Regions from separate parts of the Sminthopsis crassicaudata genome. Here region 2 is linked to region 1. The links are chromatin contacts, called in public Hi-C maps. All regions are on one chromosome and are shown on one strand. Each heading gives the region's core, a stretch centred on a gene start, on an enhancer-like site or on the middle of the called end of the contact. The rest is flanking DNA. Distances are from core to core; before and after follow the strand shown. Region 1 holds the start of TSNAXIP1 (translin associated factor X interacting protein 1). Region 2 holds the start of C2H16orf86 (chromosome 2 C16orf86 homolog).

Region 1 (7,250 bases), core at 3,043-5,542:
AGTGGGACTAGAATTTAAGATCAATGTCCAGCTCCAACACAGCACTGACAAAAAACTTCATTCCCTAAATATCTGCATTTTCCATTTAATTCTTCTAGCTCAAGTTTACCAAATAGAGCATAAAAATACTTTGGTACATTAAGAAACAAAACATAAAACCAACAACAACCTAGTCACCCTCCTTCCCACCCAATTCTTGATGAGAAAAATTGTAGGAGGTACAACATGGGTGATAACTGTGGTATCAGCTGGCTCAAAGAGCTTCTGACAGAGTTCTAGGCATCTCTAAATATGACCCACTAATTTGGGTAGGGGAAGGCTGCTCATGATGCCTACCAACACAAGACAGCAGAATCTCACCTAGGACTCCCATACAGACTCACTGGGTTAACTTTCAGCACCAGACCCATATATTTCATTAAGGTGGTCTTAGACCAAATGAGATAATGAATGTATAAGCACTTGAAACCTGTAAAGCACAATGCAAAATAAGGGGAAAAGAACCATTGATGGGTGGGTCCCGGCTCCAAACAGGACAGTGAACATGGCAGATGCAGAACATTCCTTCTTGATGACTGCCTCAGTCCTCAATGGGGCCAGACTGGCCCCAGTGCTCCAACAACTGACATCTGTCCCCATAGCAGGGTCAGGGGAAAGGCCTGCCATGTGTCAGAGTTCAGCCAGCACCATTATCCCCTTTAGAGTACCCCACCTGAGTTGTCGATGAGGTCGTAGTCCCTGGGGAGCTTCAGCTGAGTGTTAATCTAGGCCTGGCTCATCAGGGTCCTTTGTCAAAGTCATACTCCTTGAGCTTTGTGAGAGCCAAGCTCACCACCATAGTCATCCTCTCCACTACTGCACGAACACACAAACAGCCTGAGACTTCAAACTGAAAAAAGATGCCCGACTTTCTGAAGACTGAAAACCCTGAAGTAATATAATCCCCACAAGTGACTTCATGTTCAAATTTCCAGAGCTCTTTTCTCAACTTTGACTCTTGAGTAACAATAGCTCCCATTTCTTTGGTCTTTTAAAATTAACCAAGCATTTCCCTTTACAGCCGCCCTGTGAGGTAAGTCTGACAAGTATTATCATCACCACTTTACAGATGAAGAAACTGAGGCTCAGGAAGAGGTCACCTCCCCAAGGTCACACGGTAACAAGCTAGCACTGGGATTTGAGCCCAGTGCTGATTCCTGAGCTACACAACACTCCAGCTCACGTGTAATCTGGGAATCCAAAACAAGCAGCAACCTGGCTCTATCTGGGCTCACTGAACCCTGAGGACAAATGCAGGCCAGCCTCTGACCCCGCCGGCCCACTCTCCCTCTGGCACATGGATAAGAAGACAGGCCCTGAGAGGGCTGTGACGTGCGACAACAGCCGGCCTTAGAGCCCAGACCATGCAAGAGATGGCCTATCTCCCCCCGCAGACCTAAGGCTGATGGGGAAGGACTTCCAATGCATTTGCTTTCCTGTTCTCTCACAACCTCAACACCTGCTCCATCTCCAGCCATTAGAGAAAGATAGCTATTGCAGATGAGGTTGGAGTAGGGAAGAAATAAAAGAAAAAAATTTCTCCCCATAAACTCCTTTGATAGTTCCTATGTATTTAGTAAATACACACTGAATTAGTGTACCTTAGTCCAGCTTACTTTAATTAGGCCCCTCTAATGCTAGTCAGATGGGTCTTTAAGTCTCTCCACTTAAAAACACCTCTAGGTGCAGCAACACTTGTACTCACTGTTTCCCTAGAGACCCAAAGTCAGAGATCACAGTCATGGTTGGACAGCACCACAGAAGTCAACCTGAGATGAGCAGAAATCCCCTGAATGACATGTCTGACAACTGGTCATGCAATCGCTACTTGTGGGGAGCTCACCACCTCCTCATCAGCTCAATGGGAGTTTTAAGTTACACAGAACCAAAAACATGTGTCTCCAGCACCTCCACCCACTGTTCCAGGGTCCACCCTCTGGCACCAAAGAAAACAAGCCTAATCCCTCCCTCCCCAAGTACTCAAAGAGGTTACTTTGTCATTGCTAAGTCTAAGTCTTCTCTTACTACCTTTATGAAAGCTACCAAAATCCGTATTTTCTCCTTCCCCTGCAAGTGATTCTAAACTATAAGAAACAGATTGAAATGTGTCAGCGACTCTAATGGCAGGGGTTAAGAGGGTGGAGAAATGACCTGGTACATTTCCAATGTGACATTTGGGAAAGCCCAATGCATGAAGGTGAGACAGTTTTGTAAACTACCCAATCAAAAGAAAGAGCAGCAAACAATCCTCTCAGGGTTACAAACTTCTTACATCATGTCTAGCAAAGGCCTCTCTTTCAGCTGGGGTTACTGAATAAAACAACAGTACGAAATGGAAACCAATATCAACTAGGCAGAGGGCAGCTCAAAAGGGCCTCCTCTTCCACCTTCCCATCTGTTAGCTCCTTAGCTTAGAATCACAAAGATCAACTGGGTGACCTCCAACCTGACTGACAAGGAAAAGCTCGTCTTTAAGGACACAGTGAGAGGGGCACAGTGTGAGAGGTGACTTACCCATCTCTACCTTTACTGACAATTTTCACTTCAAAGTAATAAATGCCACAGGCAGCAGGTATGGGATGAGTTGCACGAACTGATGCAGCATCTTTGTGATTTTTGCCATGACCTGGAAAAAAGGGATAGGGAAGCTTCAAGAAAAGGAAATGCATTAGCAGTCTCCCCTTTTACTGTTCAGTGATTATTGCAACAGAGCCCAACAAGGACTCCTCAAAAATAATTCTCACCAAGCAGAAGGAGGAATTTGAAGACAATTCAACCAATTAAAAGTATGGTCCTGCGTTGTAACTATGTAAATGAACTACAGAATTATGCTGCAGGTTTTACTTTGTCTCACCTCTTCCATGGGCTTGGCGAGAGACAGAAACAACGCTGACCGAGAAACTCTGGCAGCAGTGCAGATGAAAACTAGGTAACAATGTTCCCTAATAAAGGCTGTGTGTATGTGACTTCTAAAGATAAGGAGGTGATGCTTGTCGGAGACGGTGCCAGCCCCCTTTGTGGCACTCTGGACATGGAGTAGGAAAAGAAATGATAGCCTGCTCTATTCAGTGTTTCCACTCACAAACAGACCGGAGGGGCTTCCTGAAAGGTCTACCAGGGGGACTTATAATGGGGGAGGTCACCTCCAATAGGCTAACTTCAGGAAAACTAGGGACCGGCAATGGCTTGGCAGAGTCTGAAGCACAGGAGCGAAGAACCCTGGGCTGCAGGGCGCCTCCGGGCCCAGTGCCTTACGTAAGGTGCCAGCACTAGGGACACCTGCTGTGGCTCCGGGAGATTTCAGTAAGCATCAGGACAACCTTCCCTAGAAAAAGGGGCGGAGTGGGGGGGCTCCAAGCTGAATCAGACTGAATTCCAAGAAGCCAGACACGGGGGAGAATAAAAGGTGGAAAATGCATTAGATGTGGAGTTTAAAAGCACACATTCCGGTTTTAGCAGAAGTCACTCGCACCCCTTGGACCTCGGTTCCCCTTCTCCCCCGGCCCCGAAAAGGAAAGGAATATCTGACCTCTCACCCTAACCCTAACCGCGCACCTTCTAGTTCTGTTTGATTAAACAAGGGTGAGGGACAAAGGTAAGGATTAGGACACACACACACACATCCGTCCAGGGAAAGGCCTGAAAGGGAAGAATGAGGTTGGAGATGGGCAGGAATTAGCGGAGGAGGGTGGGGACCCTAGGTGGACCTCCCTCCACCCCCAAATGCCCTCCTCAAATACCCGCCGCAAGTTTGGACAGCAGGGAGGAGACTCCGCAGCGAGGTACACTAGGAAGAGTCCCGGACTGGGCAATCAGAAGGCCAGGGTTCGGATCCCACATCGGGCACCGCGGAGCTGTGTGACCTTGGGACAGTCCCTTTCCCTCTCTGAGCCTCAGTTTCTTCACCTGTGCTATGGGGGGATGGTGGAGGGGGCGGTGCGCTAGGCGGTCTCTAAGCTGTCTCTAGATCCCACGAGCCCTGTCCAAGGCGGGCCCGGCCCCGCGGCCCCCCGCGGCCCCCTCGTACCCCGTGGCCCCGACCCCGGCACCTTTGTAGTGGACGCGGAGGTTGCTCTGGGAGAGGCCGATGTAGTTGTACTTGTCCTTGGGGCTCCAGGAGCGGGGCAGCGGCGTCTCGTGCTGGTTGACAGCCGGGTAAAGGCGCTGCAGGCGTCGGGTCAGCTCCTGCTCCCCGGGAGAGGGGAGCCCGCCAGCGCCACTACCGCCCCCGCCACAAGACTCGCCAGCTGGGGGGCTCCCTGCTCCCGGATCCGCCGCCGCTGCCGCCATCTTGGAGGGAGCCGCTATTGTGTCACAGAGAGGCGGGGGGAGAGAAGCACCAGATCCGCCGCGCCCAGCCAATAAGCTGCGCGTCCGCGGAGGGTGTAGGGAAACTGAGTTCGACTTCCGTGTCTACACGCTTGTTTTCTCATCGGAATGACTACATGTCCCACAGTGCCCACGGTTTCGGGGGCGGTCCGAATGCTCTCGGTAGGGCGAACGCGCACGGCTTGCTGGGAGAAGTAGTCCTTGTTTCCAGTTGAAACCCTGTCAAGTGGAGACTTTTGGAGGGTAAAAACTACAATTCCCCATAGAAAAGCAGCTTCGGCCTCTCAGCCTTCGCCACACCCCTACGGCGATAGTCATTCTGTTGCCTTGGAGCGTGTTAATTTGTTTGCTTCTAATTACTACTGTCATCTGTGTGTTAGTGTCTTAGGGAAATCTCCCCCAAGTGGACGTGAGTTCCAGGCGATTACATTTGTCTCTACTACCAAAACAAGGGGCCACAGCTGCCCCTAGTCGGGGACAACGTCCCTGACCTACACTTTACGCCGCGTGACTCAGGCACTATCTCGGCCACCCCAATACGCGAGGGTCTTTTCGAGGCCGTGTTTCCACAGCAACAGACTGTAAACAAATACCAGCTGAGGCTCCGGGAGCTGTGGGCTGCAGGCTGCGGGCGAACGGTTGGCGCCCTAGGAGAGGGACGGGCCTCCGAACTATGGCTCTCCCTCGGCCAAGAGGCGATATTTCCTTCTCCCAAGCAACAGTAAGGTATGGCTTGGATAGAAGCTTGTTCTCTCTTCTCTCTTTCCCCTGGGACAGCTCCAGCCTCGTCTGAGTGAATCCCCCCCCCCCCAAAAAAAGCTGGGCTCGACAGCAGGCTAGCAAAGCTCGTACGTGCCCTGCGAGAGACCGGCTCTCGTTGAGAGAGTGCCCAAGCGCATCAGGATAAAGATCGTAAATAATAATAGCTAACATTGACTCGGCGCTTTAAGGTTTGGTCCTCACTCCCTGAGAGACAGTGCTAGTATTTATCCCCATTTTACAGATGAGGAAACTGAGTTTAAATAATTTGCACAAGTTTACACGGATTTGAACTCTGCTCTTCTTGACTTGAGACCCATCTCTCTCTCCAATGCACCACCTAGTTGCCTCCTTGCAAGCAGACACCAGTTTTGCCGTTCTTTGCACCCCAGTTAGCATAGTGCATGACACAGACTAGGCACTTGAAATAGACTTGAAGCTGAGCCAGGTTAAGTAAGGGACTTGACCAAGATCACGCAGGCAGAAAGTGGCTAAGATGGAAATTTGACTTGGGTTTTCCCGGCTCCAAGTGGACTCCCTGTCTACTACTGACCCCTAGCGGCCACGAGGCATCTTAAGGTTTACAAAGAGCTTCCTCTCAACAGCCCTGAATAGTATTTATACTCTCTACCGTTTTACCCTTCTTCCTATTTCAAGATAATAAAAGTGAGACTTGGAGTTGAAATGATTGTAATTGATGAATGAAAAGGTCTTGGAAGGTAAAAGTTGAAGATAAAGATGAAGACCATGTCAGAGCTTATTCATGGAGGGTTCTCCCCATTGTTTTCATAGACCATATAAAGTACGAAATGCTTTAGGCAAAGTAAGTTCATAATAAATGGTTGTTGAGTTAATAAATACTGATTATATTCCTTACGCTAAAACATAATAAAACCTGGTATCAGATCTGGTCTTAGGTATATACTAACTGTGTGATCTTGAACAAATCAGTCTGTTTGCCTCTATTTTCTTTAAGGGGAAATGGGGATAATAATAGCAGTTTCATCCCAGGGTTGTGGTGAGGATCAAATAAGGTCTTGTTTGTAAAGTGCCTGGTATATAGTAGACACTATAGAAATGCTATTTTTTATTAAGGAGCTCACCATCTAATCGACAAGACAACATACCAACAACTTCGTGCAAACACTAGATCAAGTGGAGAGAACTCCATATGACCTGGGTTCAGATATTGCTCTGATACTATTATTTTGAACTTGGGGATCTTATGTTACCCATGATCCTTGTGATTTCTTAATTGGAAAAAAAAAAACCTAGCCACCGGTATTTGCACTGGTACCGGCTGAATTCCCCTTCTTGAATCCCTCTGGAAAGTGTGAAATGCTGAGAAATGCTATTAGGACCCATTTTCTTGGTAACCCCTCCTTTCAATGAGATTGTGAGTGCTTTAGGAAGTTACCAACTACTAGCTGTAAGGGAACAGTTCTACCTTGTGACCTAAGACAAGGCAAATCCAGAATGGGACGCCATTCTTTAAGCTATTTTGAAATGAACCTTAAGAAATCTTTCCATGGAGGATGAGGTGGTCAGAAGGAGGGATGTTTGCAATTGCATTAACACAATCTGGCTCCAATGGAGACAACCCCACATGGCCAGCAGATAGTAACTACCTATCTTCAGGCTTCTGACGCTGGACCACTGAATGTAGGGGAACAGCACCACCTAGAGGACAGCCATTCATTCATTGATCCCTGAAAGCATGGCAAGTTAGACAGAACTAATGACCTCAGCCCCCCAGGGAGGACAGTCAGAATAGCACTGAGAGTGGCTCCAGTTTTTTGTTTGATTTTAAAGTAATCATTTATTTTTAACATTCTTTCCTTTTTAAATTTTGGATTTTAAATTATCTTCCTCCCTTTCCACCCTTACCTTCTCATTGAAAAGGCAAACAGTATCAATATCTGTAAAATCTATGCAAAATGTTTCCATATTAGCCATGTCACCAAAAAAAAAAAAAAAAGACAAAAATAATAAAGCAAAGAAAATTATACTTCAATTTGCACTTCAAGTTCATAACTTCTCCTTCTGAAAGTAAAAAAATAGCCTTTTTTTTTTCATTATAAGTCATTTGGAATTATCATGGATCATTATATTGATCAGAGTAG
Region 2 (7,250 bases), core at 1,248-3,747, 240 kb before region 1:
TTTCCGCCAGAGAGAATGCCTAGAACCAAGAGATGGAGGGATAGTTCATGGAATAGCCAGAGGGCTAATGTTATTGGATGGAAGAAATGATGAGCAAGGATGTCCAATCTCAAGGGATAATGGAAAAAGCATTTTATGCAGTACTCCTATATGCTGCTTTGTCAATGCTCTTCTTTCTCCTGACATCCATTACCTCTCTTCCCCAGCCTCCTATCATCTCACCAAAAGTATAAACTTTCCTGGAATTGTCTAAAAGCTATAAAAATCTCCACAATCAGAAACAGATTTCTGAGAAGGAAAGAAGGAGATCATTCTCAGCAACACTCTCATCCTCCCCACTCTCATTCTCAGCAACATCTCTCTCCTCCCCAAATTATCCTTCCTTTGGACCCTGGTTAAATTATAACTGGAGAACAGATAAAGGATTCTGATGGAAACATCCTGCCTTAGGCCCCAGTTATAAAGACAGAAAAGGAAACAGTCCCCAGTCTTCAAGGAATTTAAACTCTTCTTTTTTTTTTATAGCAACAAGAACATAGAAAATCAAATACTAAATGATATACAAAGCAGATTCAAAGTACATAGGAAATTAAATATTACGTGGATACACAAATCAGATACTAAGTGGATATACAAAGTAGATTCAAAGTAATTTCCAGAGGGAGAGGGAATTAGCAGGTTAGGTTTCCTGTCAACAGTAGCATTGAGAGGCTGAGCTTTGAGGGAAGCTAGGGATTCTTGGTGAACTAAAGAAGGGAGGCCGTTTTGGACAAGAGGCATGAACTATGCTGGCTGGTGGTGCACTTAGAGGGGCAAGTGTCCTAACGTGAATTTTCACTGATTATCTCCTGATTCTTTTTTCCTTCCACCAACAAGGCAGTCAAGGCCCAACTGAAAGGCCGTTCATTTCCTCCAGACAGCTTTCCCTAACTCCTTTAAGCCCAATCTAGAGACCAGGGCTCTCCCTCCAGTAAATGCTTTGTTCCTACCTCGTGCATTTATTCATTATACCTTTTATATTATAGTCATTTATGTACAAAGTCAAGTACAGATGTACATTTATGTACAAATACCAAGTCTGGGCTAAACTCTGGTTTATAAAAAAAACAAAAACTCATCCCCTGCTCAAGAACCAGGAGATAATATGCGAACGACCGTGAACAGGATATTTACTGAATAAGGTGGGGTGCTCTCAGGCTCTTGCAAAAATGACAGATTCATTTTAGCTGGGACTGGAGGGAAATTGGGAGTTGAGAGGTGGAGATGAGTCATGGGAGGCAGTCAGTGAAAATGCCTGGAGTCAGGAGATGGGGGTCTAGTGTGAAGAACAGCAGAGGCCAGTATCACTGGATCTCAGAGTATGTGAAGGGAACCAAGATGTCAGGTTTTGAAGGGTTTTAAAAGCCAAATATAGGATTTTATATTTGATCCTGAAGGCAACAGGGAACTGCACCCATTTGTTAAGGAGGGGCTCACAAAGGGTTAGACTTGCACTTAAGGAAAATCAATTTGAAATCGAAGTGGAGAATCAGCTGGAGGCAAGGAGACTCACCAGAAATCTATTGTGATAGTTCAGGCACAAATTCATGGGACCTTAAACAGGCTGGTCACAGAGGAGGGAAAGTGACAAGAGAGATGTTACAAGGATAAAAAAACAAAACAAAACAAAACAAAACAAACAAACAAAAAAAAACCCACACATATGGGGAGTGGGGGTGAGGACTCAAGGATCTGGGATGTGAGCCCCAGGTGCCTGGGAGGATGGCATCACCCTCCATGGTAAGGGGGTGAGTGATGAGTTCAGTCTGTGACACGTTGAGTGTCACATGATCATGAGACACCCAGTTCCAGATATCCCAGAGGCAGCTGGAGATGTGATGCTGGAAGTCCACAGAGAGACTGGATTGAATAGATTTGAGAGTCACCAGCACAGGCATGAGAATTGAATCTATGGGAAGTGATAAAGATCATCACCTAGCCAAGTATCTACTGTGCCTAGGTGGGCGCCGGTAGAGCCCGCCACCTAGAGTGAGGAAGGTCTAAATGTAAGCCTGACCTCCGACCCTTGCTAGTCTGTGAGCCTGTAACCATTTACCTGCACCCACAGACCAGGGATGGGTCTCCTCCCAGGGCTGGGAGGACAAAATGAGGTAATTGTACAGGTGCTAGCTGTTGCCAACGTGAAAGGGCGAACTCGTTTCTTGTTTAGACTTCAGCTGGTCGGAGGAATGAATGAATCTGCTCTCTCCGTCCGGGCAGCCGGAAGCCAAAGGTGGGGCTGGAGGAGCGGGTTCTCGTCCGTCTCTTTTCATCAGCTGTCCCAATGTCGATCGGATTGTCTGTAACCCCAATACCCGGGTACGTGCAGGCCTTCCTTTGCCCACGATTACCTTCGATTAGAATTCCCCGCTCTAACACTCCCTCCCCCGCCCCCCTTCTCTCTCACCCTCGAGCGAAGGACGGGAGATCGAGTCCCGGGATTCCGAGGGAAGAGGATCTCTTTCTCTCTTCCCCGTGGTCATGGCCATGGCAGGGCCGGGGAGGCGACAGGGGAACCCGGCGGGGTCAGCACCGCTTGGAGAGGCTCCCGAGAGCCCCGGGGGCCCGGGCGCTGAGGTGACAGCGGTGGGGGGGGGAGTGACAGTTCAGCGTGAAGGGCAGAGCAGGGGTAAGAGGGCCGGGAGGGAGACTGAGCGTGGGGGAGGCGGCAGCAGGGGACCGCCCGGAGAGGGGTAGAGGCGCTACAGAGTAAGGGGGGGAAGGGAGCGGGGCCCCTCCGTCAGCAGCCAAATGTGGGGAGGGAGGAGGCCCCCAGGAGAGCGGACAAGACTGGGTTGCCACAGTCCCAGTAACGGCCCGGGCCGGCGACAGGATAAGGGGCAGGTGGCCACCCGCCCCGGCCCGAGACCTCGGTGACCCGCAGGGGGAAGAGCGCCAGGCTGGGTCGGGACTGGAGCCCGAGCCGGAGCCGGAGCCGGAGCCCGAGCCCGAGCCGGAGCTGGAGGAGGAGCTGGCAAAGGATGAGGAGCAGTTGGAGCCGCGGGGTCCCCGCCCCCCGCCGCTGGTCCCGCCCTTGCGGGCCAGCCACGGGCTCAAGAGGAAGCCGGCCAAGTGAGGGGGCGAGGGCCAGGGAGGCTGCCCCGCCGCTCCTCTGCTGACCCTGGGCTGCAGGGAAAAGCGAAACTTCGCCGCCTGCCTGCCCAATGTGGAGCCTGGCCCCGGCTCGGGGGCTCGCCAGCGTCGCTGGGCAGGACCGCGCCGGCCGGGTTGAGGAGGGCGGGTCCGGCGAGAAGGGGAGCGGCTGCAAGGGGCCGGGGTGGGGAAGTTGTCCCCGGAGGCTTTAGGAGTGGGCTGTAGGACTAGGGACGACGAGAAGGAAGTGACCAGTGGGGTAAGGAAAAAGAAAGGGAGAGTCGGGAGCATTTACTTGGGAAGAAGAAAGGGAACATGTTAGTAGTCTGTAATGTGGCCAAATATGGCCAGAGAATTCTACATCCAGGGGCAAATTGGGCCCGTTGAGGGTAGGGGGAGAGGAGGAAGGCCAGGTGTCCTCATTCCCTCTAGGATTCAAGGGATTTCCAGGGACAGCGGCTGGAGCCCGGCCCAGCGGCCATCACTCCCCCCAGCCCCCAGCTCCCAGCCCCGGGGTGATCCGGGCGCGGTTCGTGGCGGGAGCGGCGCCGCCGGGACTTGCTCGCCCGGCAGTTGCCCCAGATAGAGCTGCCTATCCAGCGTTCCTCTGTTCCTTCCCTCCTCGTGTCCATCCCAGGGTGGAGGCTGAGCTGCTCCTGCAGCACGCTGATTTGAGAAGGCCGCCCTTGAGAAGGGAAGAATCTGATGGAGCACAAGGAGAGCCCTCCCCGCCGGCCAAGCAGCACAAAAAGGCCAAGAAGCGCAAGAGCCTCGGCGTGCCCCCGCCTTTGGCTACTGCCACCGTGGTGCCCACCCCGGCGGAAACCCTCGGGCTGGAGCGTGAGTGGCATTGGGGGGGGCTTCTGGGGCTCTGGGACCTGGCCCATCCTCTCGTGCCTTAGCTCTGGGGCTTCTCTTCAAACCCCCCCCCACCCCACCCCTGGCCTTTTCCCTTTATTCCCGAGGAGATGGGGGACAGGGCCCGTCCAGGGCGCCACCCATCGCTCAGAGGTACAACCTATGGCCACTTGCAGGGAAAGCTCAGCGCCTGAGGCCCTTATATCAGTACATCAACTACAGCAACCCAGAGCTGAACCAAGCTGGGGATGGAGAAGCCGAGATTGAAGTGGAACTGGGCTTGGTCCCAGACCAGACGACTCCAGGAGGCCCAGAGGAGGCAGGGGTGGAGAGACCACAGGCCTCCCCCCTAATAGGTCAGTGTTGCTCTAAAGTCAAGCCATGGCAGTTTGAGCTGGGGGAAACTTCCTTCCCGTTCTTCCCCTGTTGGCCCCGGGGACTTCCAGTCTCTTCCGGGCTAAGCACTCCATCACCTCGATGACCTTTCTGGGAAAGGAACGGACAATGGTTCTGGCCCCAGAGACCAGATCAGATTCTGTCGGGGATCTGGGGTGGGGGGAGCGCCAAATCAAGACAGTCCTCCACATATTCTTTCCTTCCTTCTCTCCCAGCTCAAGCGATCCCCTCGGTGCTGGCTCCCTTTGCAGAAGAGGGGGTTGAAGAGCCCGTGCCCATCCTCAGCTTCACCCCAAGCAGCCAGCTAAAGGCCGAGGTGGACAAGTCGACCCAGGTGGACATCGACAAGATGCTGAGCGTGTGTGCAGCACATCTCGTTCCCCCGCTGTCCCCCCAGTATAAGTGACAGAGCCTCAGCTGCCTGGCTGGCTCAGGCCCATGCCCCCTGCTGAGTAGTGCACAAAAGGCTACAGGAAGCGGGGCACTTCGCTGGGACTTTTGGCCAGAAGGGCCTCCTTTCTCTACCCAAATACCCCTCTGCCCCCCTTCTTCACTTGGTGGTATTATTGGATGAATGCTTTCTGAAGCTTACTGGCAATAAACATTTTTAGCAATTTTTGGCCTGCTGGTGTTTCTTGCCGGTGGGATTGGATTCCCTGAGGAGAAGCAGGGGAAGTGGGAGCTATCTAAATATTCCATCTTTTCCCCTTGGACTCATCTTACAAAGAAAATTGAAGTTCAAGAATAAAAAGTTGTTTAGATTTCTGTGCACAAGGGTTGTGTGTGCACAGCCACCACTGGATTTAATTGTGATAGTTCACATTTCTATGGCACTTTAAGGGTTATAAAGCAAGCCAACTTTATGCTAATGTTAAAACTAAGGTGAGGAGGCCCTGTTTTGCCTGAGTCCAAGCTGAGCTTCTTGTATAGGAGGAATGACGGATTTGGGATTGGAAAATCTGGGTTTGAATTTAACCTCATATTAGTGAGACCTTGAAGGAGTATTTAAATGTGCCTTGGTTTTCTTACCTGTCAAAAGGAGATAAAAATAGTCCATTCTTTGAGATCAAACGAGAGTGTGGTTTGTAAACCTTAAAGTGCTTTATAAATATAAACTATTATTATTGTTACTGTTCTACCACACTGCTCTTGCTCTTTGGGGATTAGGCCAGTCAGTTTTAGGAAGCTTCTTATGTTTCCAAGAACCCTTTCTACTAAGTGGTGGTTCTTCCTCTTCTCCTCCTCCCCCCCATCCCTAATGTACCCTCAGGATGAATCAGTTTGGATTTTCCAGGGAGGAATTAGTTGAAAAGTTAGTCTGAGCAATATTCTTTTGAGGGGTTCAGCCCTGTGATGTAGTCATAGAGGACTCCTAATATGGAAACTTCCATTCTTGGTAGAGATTGGATACTTATTTATACTTGAAGAGTATTGGAGAATTGCCTGGGGAACTGGCAAGTTAATTAATACCTTACACATGATCACAAAGCTAGTTTGGTCAGAGTTGGGTCATGAACCAAGGCTAGTCTTCCATCCACTATATCGTGCAGAACAATATAATTGTGCTAATTGGGATTCTCTTGTACCTTCATCAAGCCCAGGAGGAAGGAAAGCACTGAACTTGGAATCTGATCATTGGATTTTTCAAATTGAACAGAATTTGGTAACTAGAAGGCAGTCTTGCTGACCCATAAAGGAATGGGGTACCCTACAACAAATTTATAGCCTTTGCCTGAAAACCTCCAAGAAGAAGGGTCCTCTCTTTCCCCAGACAACCCAAATCACTTCTCTTGACAGCTCCCACTGGTAGGAAGTGCTGCTTTGTTTTTCTGGTCTGGCCTAAATCATTCCCAAATTCCTCAACTGATCAATAGTCAACTAGCCTCTTTGCAACTTCTACCTGTTGTACTGTTCTATCTCTGCTTTCTGGAACCAGACAGAACAAGCCTGATTCCTTTTCTTCTCTGAAGACAGCTGCCATGTCTTCCCTGAGCCTTCCATTCTCAAGGCTAAACACACTCAATTCTTTCAAGTTAATTCTTTTAAGACATGGACATCAACATCTTGCCTTCCTTTTTCTGGAAACCATCCAGCTTATCATTGTCCTTTGCAAATAGCTGTAGCCAGAACTGCACACAATTTCAAATAACCAGCCCCATTTAGACTTGAGAAGTTGATTTTTTTTTTGGTACCTTTAAGATTTTTATTTTTCCCTACTGAATTTTATCTTAATAGATTTGACGAAATGTTCTGGCCTAGCAAGAACTTTTTGGATCTTGATACAGTTTTCCAGTATATTTGTGATCCCTCCCAACTTGCTATCACCTGAAAATGTTTTAAGTGTAGGCCTTGTTCCATTTAGAAATGCTGACCCACCAGGAATAAGGACACGTTCTTTTGATATTCCTGCCACACTGACAATGGATTAATAACTGTTTTTTGAATCCAGCGATTCTGAATTTTATTATCTGTCTCTCCAGGTCACCAGATCTAGGGTCAAGTCTTAGCTCCCCAATTTACCAGTCATGGCAACTTGCCTCACATTTCTGGTCCTTAAACAGTCAGTTAATTAATATCACTTATCTACTCTGTTGACAGGACAATAATATTCTTGAAAAGAAAATCCCAAATCAGGTCACAAAGAGTCAGGACTGAAAAGAGGGAACAACAAATGTGCTAGGCCCCATACTAAGTGGTGGAAGGATAAAGAAAAGAGAGAAACAGTCCCGGTCCTTAAGGAGCTTACAGTACAATGGAGACAAATGTAACCAATTATGCCCAAACAAGTTATATACAGGCTAAATTGGAAATAATTGACAGAGGAAAGCCAGTAACATTGAGGGAAACTGGAAAAGGCTTCCAGG

The links. A called contact is a pair of places that touch in the nucleus more often than the background predicts.
Region 2: a contact with region 1 is called in a Hi-C map of fibroblasts, with 18 times the contacts expected there. The contact joins the promoter of C2H16orf86 here to the promoter of TSNAXIP1 in region 1. A contact is called at or near these places in 2 of 2 Hi-C or Micro-C datasets (fibroblasts and hippocampus).

The regions. Positions count from the first base shown.
Region 1 is chr2:58,887,571-58,894,820 of ASM4859323v1, reverse strand. TSNAXIP1 (translin associated factor X interacting protein 1) reads left to right here and starts at 4,292. Exons shown (of 14, transcript XM_074286411.1): 1 at 4,292-5,094. The coding sequence starts at 5,042. RANBP10 (RAN binding protein 10) reads right to left here and starts at 4,356. Exons shown (of 13, transcript XM_074286420.1): 1 at 4,089-4,356; 2 at 2,554-2,665.
Region 2 is chr2:59,127,507-59,134,756 of ASM4859323v1, reverse strand. It overlaps C2H16orf86 (chromosome 2 C16orf86 homolog), which reads left to right and starts at 2,497. Exons shown (of 5, transcript XM_074286430.1): 1 at 2,497-2,616; 2 at 2,924-3,111; 3 at 3,770-3,972; 4 at 4,167-4,346; 5 at 4,602-5,001. The coding sequence starts at 2,521. The coding sequence ends at 4,792.